Linked DNA regions of Bos taurus: region 1 is linked to region 2. Evidence: chromatin contacts called from public Hi-C data. All regions are on one chromosome and are shown on one strand. The core of a region is the stretch at or near the end of the contact, and the rest is flanking DNA. Distances in the headings are between cores, read along the strand shown.

What was found. A called contact is a pair of places that touch in the nucleus more often than the background predicts.
Region 1: a Hi-C map of liver shows a contact between it and region 2, with 2.3 times the contacts expected there. The contact joins the enhancer-like site here to the promoter of LOC512905 in region 2. A contact is called at or near these places in 2 of 11 Hi-C or Micro-C datasets (liver and skeletal muscle).

The regions. Positions count from the first base shown.
Region 1 is chr5:74,708,425-74,712,662 of ARS-UCD2.0, reverse strand. LOC512905 (apolipoprotein L, 3) reads right to left here. Exons shown (of 5, transcript NM_001100351.1): 5 at 1,287-2,861. The coding sequence ends at 2,003. Among named protein-coding and RNA genes, the nearest start is that of MYH9, 95 kb to the left of the region's middle. Within about 2 kb of position 2,487, at least 2 of the 102 cell types and tissues checked have an H3K27ac peak or open chromatin away from gene starts, as enhancers often do. A contact at or near this core is called in liver, where this site is marked.
Region 2 is chr5:74,668,345-74,672,870 of ARS-UCD2.0, reverse strand. It overlaps LOC512905 (apolipoprotein L, 3), which reads right to left and starts at 3,028. Exons shown (of 5, transcript NM_001100351.1): 1 at 2,856-3,028.

The sequences.
Region 1 (4,238 bases), core at 1,238-3,737, 40 kb before region 2:
CCAGCCACTGTCTGTGAGATGAAGGGCTGAGCAAACGAGCCTGAACTCTCCACCTGTCTCTGCTTCTCAAACCCACACACACTTGATAATAAAATGAGCAGGTGGGAGCAGGGAGGGGGTCAAGTGTTAACCAGAGGCCCCTCAGCAATCACTTCAGGTCTCCATTGTTTTCTTCAGAAATCTTGGGAATTTTGCTTTTCACTCCTTGGTACATCAGAGTCTGATTTCCTAGAACCCGATTCCCTCCCCTCCTGGCACCGAGGGCCGGAGTACATCTGACAGCAGAGAGGGTCCCCTTCCTTTCTAGCCATGGCTTCCATCAAGCCCTGGCACAGTCCCTGTTCCCACAGACATGCTCCCCCCTCCTTACAAGGCAGCCTTCCTGTCCTCTCCTCCCAGATTGTACCGCCCACCGTGTCCCCAAAGTCTTCTGAACCCAACCTCCACTCTGTACCGCAGCCATTTGTTTCTCTGACTGCCTCAGGCTCCACGGTGGCCACCCTCTATGCCCCCAGTCCTCAGCACAGGCCTAGCCCTTAGGTGGACCACGTGGGGAAAAATGAGAGAATGAATGAATAGGAAGGGCGGTGGCCACTCAGGGGCTGTTGTCTGCTTTCCAGAGATGTCCATACCCTAATCCGGGAAATCTGTGAACATGCTGCCTTAAAAGGCAAAGGATTCCTTGCAGGAGTGTTTACATTAAAGATCTGGCAAAAGGAGGAAATTCTGCCCTGGACTGCAGATTCATCCTGGACCTGAAAGTTCTGCTGTCCCAGGCAGACAGCCTGGCTGGCAGACTTCACACCTGTCTGGCCCTCCCGCAGCTGCAGAAGCCAGTTCCTCACCATCAATCCATCCATCACTCAGTACTGTCCACTGAAGAAAAGCACAACCTCAAAGTTGAGAATTACTTTCTATTAATTCAGTGACCTTACTGAGACCAGGCCAAGAGCCAGTCTCTTGGGAGCTCTGCAGGGCTGTCCCAAAGAGGTAAAGGAGGAAACAGGATGTAGAGGAGTTTTTGCTGAAAAAAGAAACAACCCCCAATCCCCTCTGGGAAAAAAACAAAAAAACATGTAGTAGAACATCAAATAATTACTACTAATCAAAAATTTATGGTTACTGAAGGGGAAGGGGTGTGGTGGGATAAATTAGAGGTTTAGAATTAACATATAAACACTACTATATATAAAATAGATAACTGACAAGGACTTACCGTATAGCACAGGGAACTATACTCAGTATTTTGTAATAACCTATAAGATAAAAGAATCTGACTCTTTGTATATATACATAACAGAATCACTGTACTATATACCTGAAACTAACATGATGTTGGAAATCAACCACTCTTCAATGTAGAAAACTCAAGGAACACAGACGCTAGAAAGTTCTGTTTGTTTTCCTCCTGGGGTCCCCTCGAGGTGATATAGATCTTTGGTGAAACGCTCAGAGGGGCACCATGGAAGGATGCAGAAATCAGAGCGAGAGAGGTCATACGTGCCGCTGTGTCACAGCCTCTCCCCTCTACATGCCAACAAAGGACAGTTGGAGGGACAGCAAGAGGTCAGGGCTGGTGTCATGAACTAGGCTCCCTGATCATGTGATTGTTGGGCAAATAAAAAGGTGTTGGTTTCCTATTAAGGTTTTTAAAGATAAACGCAGAGGAAACAGATCTAGAGACATGAACAAATTGGTGACACTTATTCTGTATTTTTAAAAAATACTTTTTGAACAGTGGTACTTGAAGCTTTGTGATTCATCTTGAGCCAAGAGGGAGAATTTAGGGAAGAAAATGACATGTTTTGAATACAAGAGGGTTTAAGGATTTCTCTTCCTTTGGGAAAATGGCATAGTCCAGACAATAGTCTAAAACAAGTCAGGAGACCACCCAGTTTCCCCCTCTTTGTCTTGCTTCCCCTCTAACACAGTGCCTTCTTCTCTTGGCCCCACACATGTCCCTGCTCCCACACTGTCCTGCTAAGGGCCAAGTCCAGCCCTCCTACAGACTCTCATAGGTCCGGATGAGCTCTTCCAATTTCTTCTCCAGCTCCTTGGCCATCTGCCTCATCCTTTCCGCTGACTCTGTCTTTGCCCCTTCGTGCAAGTGCTTTGCCTCTTTCACCAGGAAGGCCACATCCACCAGGAGGGCAGCACCTGCCGTAGCTGCACCCACGATCCGGGCGCTTTTGGTCATTGCCAGAGCCGTGCCTCCAAATGCTCTCTGCACCTGCTTGCTGCTTCGGGCGGAGACTTGCCCCACAGTCATGAAGCGCTTAGCGTGGGATGCTAAGCGAGGGTTGACTTTGGCCAGCTTGATGGCACGAACATTTTTCCCAATGCCTTTCAAGGCTTGGATGAGGTTCTTTGTAGAGGAAACGATCTGGGGTGTCCTCTTACATAAAACCTCTGCAAACACCTCCCCTTCATTGATAGCTATTGGCCCAAGGCGACTGGCTTCGGTTTCTGCTGATGACCTGCTTACGTGTTCCACAATGCTGGTGGACACACTGGTCACAGCAGCCGCCGCTCCCAGCCCTAACCCAGTGGCCGAGAGTCCCAGACTGATGCCTGCTGTCATGGGTGCCAGAGCCAGGCCAAGGATGGTCAGGACGCCAGACACAGCGCCGGCAGAGCTGGCCACCACGTTGGTGACGGTGCAGTCCCTGTGCACCTTGTCGACCTTGTCTGCCAGCGCATGGAGCTTTGCTATGGTCTCCTCCAGCTCCTGTTTCACCCGAGGAAATTCCTCCAAAAACCTCTTCCTGTCCAGCTGGTCTTGTTGTGGCCTGTCTTGGTCCTCCTCTACCAAGTCTGTTTTCAGCTCCAGCAGATATTCATATAGTACATTTGCCTCTTCCCTGTAACAGTGAACATCAAGGGAGTCCATAAAATAGGCTTGACAAGAGCTATCCTGCGTAAACCACAGATATATTATTACAAATCACAAGGAAAGAATTTTACAAATGTAAAATGTTTTTCAACATTAAACATGTTTGGATATTGTAGACGCTCCATATACTTTATTCAGTCATGGAAAAAAATCGGCAAAGGTCATCTTAGAATATGCTTAACTTCAGAGAGGTATTTGATAAAGATGCCTCAGAGGCAGGTCAACACCAACACTTCCAAAGGGTTTCTAGAGTGGGAACGCCACAGAGAAACAAAGAGAAGTGGGATTGGAGGAGAAAACCTTCATTCAAGGGTCTCAGTGTCTAGTGAGGAGTCAACCTGCTCTTTGCCCTTGGCTACTGGAAAGTGGTCCTTAAGCCCCTAGACTATTCTGGCTGATAGGAATGTCCTCCTCCACTTGTGACTTTAGACACTGGACAGTCCGACAAAGTGATGTAATGGGGCTTTGGGTCACATGGTATCAGTTCTGACCTCTGGAGGAGCTGAACTCTAGGGCATTAGTCTGACCTCTGGGTGGGGGCTGGAGAAAACAGGTCAGGATAACTTTTTGTTAAATAGGGTGAGGGTCCCTGGTGGGCAGTGTTCCGTGTGTCCTGCCACACACTGAATCCAGGACAGTAATGCATCCTGATGAAAATGGAAGCTTCGTGTGTGAAACCCGCCCAGACTGCCCTGTGGCTGATGGGAACCTTCATCCTTCCCTGTAATAAACTGTAACTGGGATCATGAAGCTTTCAGTGAGTTCTGTGCATCCCTTTAGGGAATTCTCAGACCTTCAAGTAGCTTTGGGAACCCCCAAACTTGCCATTGGTGTCTAATGTAAGGACAGTCCTGGGGACTGTGCCCTTGCAATTTACAGATTGGCTAACTCAGTGTACATAGAATTTTTTTGAAACACATTACTCAGAGCTATAAGGACCCTTGAAGGTCATTTTGCCTGGCATCTGCTCTCCCCCAAGCCTGGTAACCTTGGCCTTCCCCAGTTGCAGGTCACTCAGTCTATCCACTGCCCCAAGTGACAGAGAACCAGGAGATGTGCTGTGAGCCTGTTTCCCTTGGACTCTCCAGCCCACCTCCCTGACTCCTGACCCAGCACCCAGCACCCTGACTTCTCAGGGATCATCAGTCTAACTCACACTTTATCTGTGACAACTTCAACTACCTGCCCTCCAAGTCTATGTACAACTTTATGGAACCTCAAAAGATTCAAGAGACTCGAGGAAACACCCATCTGAATGGCTGAGCTTGAAGAGACCAGCACTTGCAGAGATGGTAGAGGAAGTGTTTTCCTCTGGTGGGGATGTGTGAGGCTCCTGAGAATCCCT
Region 2 (4,526 bases), core at 1,779-4,278:
CCCAGAATAGAGCAGAGAAGGACACAGAGCTCATAATTTCCCTTCAAAGACATGACCTAGAAGGTCCACACATCATTCCTCTCACCTTTGATTAGTCAAAATTTAGCAATGATGTTACATGGAGCTACAAGGGAGGCAGGGCTGCCATATACTCACCTAAACTCAGTGTCTTTTCTATAAAAAATAAGGACACTAAAAATGGCTAAAGTGGTTAATTTATGTTGTGTATTTTTTTCTATAATTAGAAACTTTTTTAATTTTTAGTTTTTTTTTTAAAGGAGTGAAGGATAAAAATTTGGGAATGATTATTTGGTCTCTTCGGGGCTTCCCTGGTAGCTCAGACAGTAAAGAATCCGATGCAATGTGGGAGACCTGGGTTTGATCACTGGGTCAGGAAGATCCCCTGGAGAAGGAAATGGCAACCCACTCCAGTATTCTTGCCTGGAGAATCCCACAAGGCTAGTCCATGGGGTCACAAAGAGTCGGACATGACTGAGTAGCTTCATTTTCCTTTCTGTTGGTCTCTACTATAGCCGCTAATTCAGAAAAAAGTATGACATTTTCGCAGGAAAAAATCTAAAAGATATTACCTGGTCACTGTTGAAAAATTATTCAAAAAACAGAATCAGTGTCATCTTTTCTGTTGATCTCTCTAGATTGATCTCACTGTAGTGTTTTATAAAACCTTAATAGGAAGCTAAAGCCTTTTTATTTGCCCAACAATCAGAGAACAAAGTTCATTGACCACCACGTCATCCTCTGTCTCTAAATGCCTGTTGCTGGCATATAGAGGGGAGATGCTGGGACACAGCATCGGATGTGATCTCACTTGCTCTTATATTTATTTATCCCTTCATGGTGCCCCTCTGAGCATCTCACCATCACACCAGGGGACCACAGCCAGAAAATTAACATAGACATTTCTAGTTTTGCATTCACAACCATAGTCTGGGAGGAAACTTGGGAGTTATTTGGAAAAATAAGCAACTATGAAATTAGGGATGAGGGGATTGCTAATGCCAGGAATCAGAGACCAGTGGGAAAGTCGACAGCTCAGTGGAGGCAAGTGAAGAGGTGAGCACTTGCTGGGACCAGGGTGCATGGTCCACCTCAGGGGCCAGCAGTGAGGAGGGACGAGCAGGGGGAACAAGAGAGGCTGGACAAGGAGGGGCATTAGCATTTAGGCTCCACGGACACACATGGGCAGCTGGAAAGGGAGCAAGGACCCCTCCCTTCCACAAGGGACTCTGGGATCAGTGGCCCCTGGGTTCTCATGCATGGTGGGCGTTCAGGCAGCCCTGGGGACTGCTCCCTCCCCCTTGGTGGGCAGACATGGGCACCCTCCAGCACTTCTCCTGCATAAGGTGAACATCAGTCCAGAGGACCTTAAGGGGGAGAACTGATATTTGTGGGTCCTGTAGTGAGTTAAATGATAGCTCCCCAAAAAGTACATCCACGACCTAATCTCTGCAACTGTGTATGGGACCTTATGTGGAAAAGGGTCTCTGAAAACCCTTCAAGTGAAACATCTTGTAATGAGAGCATTATGGCTTATCTGAGTAGGCCCTAAATCAACTAGCATCCTTGTAAGACACACAGAGACAGCAGAGAGTAGGGAGAGAAGTCCACGAAGAAACGGGGGCAGAATGGAGGGGTGCAGCCACAGCCAAGAAACGCTGCAGCCACCACCAGCTGGGAGAGGAGGGGAAGGCCCCCCAGAACTTCTATAGGAGTGGGCCCCTGCTGACAGGAAGCAGCACCCAGCTCCAGTGCTGGCTCCCACCTCTCCCATCACCTCCTGCTGCTCCCTTCCTAGGGCCCGAAAGTGTACCTGCTTGGAGGCTGGACGGGTCAGCAGCTGGAGGCCTGGCAAGCGTTTGGTCTAGGAGCCTGCAGCTCCCCTGAGCAACTAGGCCGGCCAAACAGTGACCCAGGGGCTGGCATGCAGGCCTGCTGCCCAGGTGCAAAACATACCTTCTTTGCCGTAAATAAGTCTAAACGCAGCCTATACCAAACAGTGAGGAATACAGGGAAATTGAGCCACCAGTGTAGACCTGGTAGGACGAGCTACGCTCTTCTAGACGTGGAAGTGAAAGTGAAAGTCACTCAGTCCTGTCCGACTCTTTGCGACCCCGTGGACTATACAGTCCTTGGAATTCTCCAGGCCAGAATACTGGAGTGGGTAGCCGTTCCCTTCTCCAGGGGATCTTCCCAACCCAGGGATAGAAACCCAGGTCTCCCTCATTGCAGGCAGATTCCTTACCAGCTGAGCCACCAATGAAGCCCAAAACTTGAACCACTTCTTCTGAGCCAGAATCCAACCAGCTACCTAAGGATGACAGCAGCTAACCATCTGTACAGTCCTCTGCTCTACCAGCTGAGCTACTGAAGGGTGCAGACATGGAAGGACAGTGATAAAAACTAGGAATTTTACCATTTTTACAGGAAGAGGAGAAAAGAAAGTTTTTTTTTTTAATTAAAAATCTAAAAATTAAAAAAATTTGCAACTAACACAGATTATTTTTTATGAACAAAGCAGCCTGACACACTTTAATAATAAAGGGATGTTTGTAAAGCCTAGGGAGGACCTAGTTAGACGCAGATCCCGAGCCAAATTTCCTGAGTAGGCAGTGCTGTCTCTACGTGGAGCTGACGTGGGGACTCGGGTCGACAGCACCTCGGCCATCCATGCTGGACACATGCCCCAGCTCAATCCTCAGGGCAGGACCATACCCGGCTCAAGTTCTGGGCACGGGAACACAAGGGCAAAGTGCCAGCCCCGGGGCCTGAGCCCCGCAGGAGGCCAGCGTGAGGCTTGCTCGTCCCTGTGCCACGCGGAGCCCCTCCAGACCCACCTTGGTGAAGAGTCGCCACCACTGCTTGTGCAGCTTGAGGTAGGCGGCTCAGTTCCTCTGCAGGACCTTCGTGGCCGTCAGCTGCTGCGGCTGCTTGGCGAAGGCCCTGTGGGGCGAGGGTCATGGTCAGCACCTCCAGGTGAGGGCCGGCCAACCTCCCTGCCCACAGTCCTGACCTCGCTCCCAGGGTTTTTTCCAGAGCTAAGATCCAGTGGTGTGACCTCACCCAGGGAACTGTGTCACCACCCACCCCAATCCCCACCCACCCAGCAGATGTTCCAGGATGTCTGGAGACATTTCTGGTTGTCACAAGTGGGGAGGGCGCTACTGCCCTCTGGTGGGGAGAAGACGGGGCTGCTGCTAAAGCCTCTGAGTCCCCATATGGGCCACAAAAATGTGATTGTGTGAGGGTTGGAAAGAATTTCCAGATACAGGGTATTTAGAAGAGAGTATTGGGAACCAAGGGCAGAGGGGAGTGAGGAGCGCTGCTCAGACAGTGGGCAGACTACCTGATGGACCAGGGACAGCCGACGTGCTTGATGCTCTTTGTGGGCCAGTGGCCAATTTTTATAGCCTCAACATAAAGAAAATTCCTGCTGGAAGGGTGGCATTAGGTGATTCATTAGGGTGAGGTTTTTTTTTTTTAACCTACTATGGGGTCAGGGAGCTGGCCAGTTTAGATCAACGGTTGCTATGGGGCACAGTCAGTTTGGGAGATGACCTTGGTGTGGAGCTCTGTATCTGTGGCCATGGTATAGGGCTCCACATGGCATCTAGCTTTGCCCTCGGGGGACCCCAGGGTCCATCTAGCTTTGCCCTTGGGGGACCCCAGGGTCCAGAAGAATACTTTGGGCTTCATGTGTTACAGAATGCAAGTCCGAGAGCCTGACATACTGTGAGCCAAACAACAGCAAAACATCAGAGTTTTGGGGCCCAGAAAGGTTTATTGCTGGGCCATGCAAGGAGATGAGAAGTAGCTCATTCCTTAAACATCCTGAAGTCCCCGAAATCTCTCAGCAAAGCCCTTGGACAGTAAAGATGTGGGAGGGGAGTGGTTAGTTTTTGCAAACTTCTTGTTGTCAGATCCTTTGTTCTTAAGGTCAGGTCACTGTCAGCTCATGATGTTTGTCAAAACCTCCACAATAGAAATGTTATTTTCTGTTCAGACAAGAAAGGGCAAATTCTCAAGGCTCAACTTTCACTCTCTGAGGTCCAGGCCCTATCTAAGAGGAAAAGGTCCTGTATGGGCCGGTTACGCTGCCCAGGAGCCTTCTTCCAGCACCCAGTCTGGGTCCTCCCACCAATGCCCAGGCCCCGATAAGAAGGCAGATTTCAGCTGACAACACCATCAGGTCCCTAGGCCCTGTCCAGCTGTCATCACTGAGGGAGCCAGGCACCCAGACCCAGCTGTCCCTCAGGCTTCACATTTAACATGAAGAGATTGTTGCATGGGATCCATAGGGACATGTGTTGTAGCAAATGCCCTTCAGGTTAATCCCTAGCCCCCAGCTGTTGCCCTTCTTAGAGAACAGCCCCCACTACAGAGTAGACCTGAAGCGATGCTGTGCAATGTCCTTGCCACTTAACCCTGACCTCTGGCACCTCCTTGGGGTTGACAACTGACCTCAGCTGGACCAGTTCTTGGAACTTGAATGGAGTGACTGAAGCTGG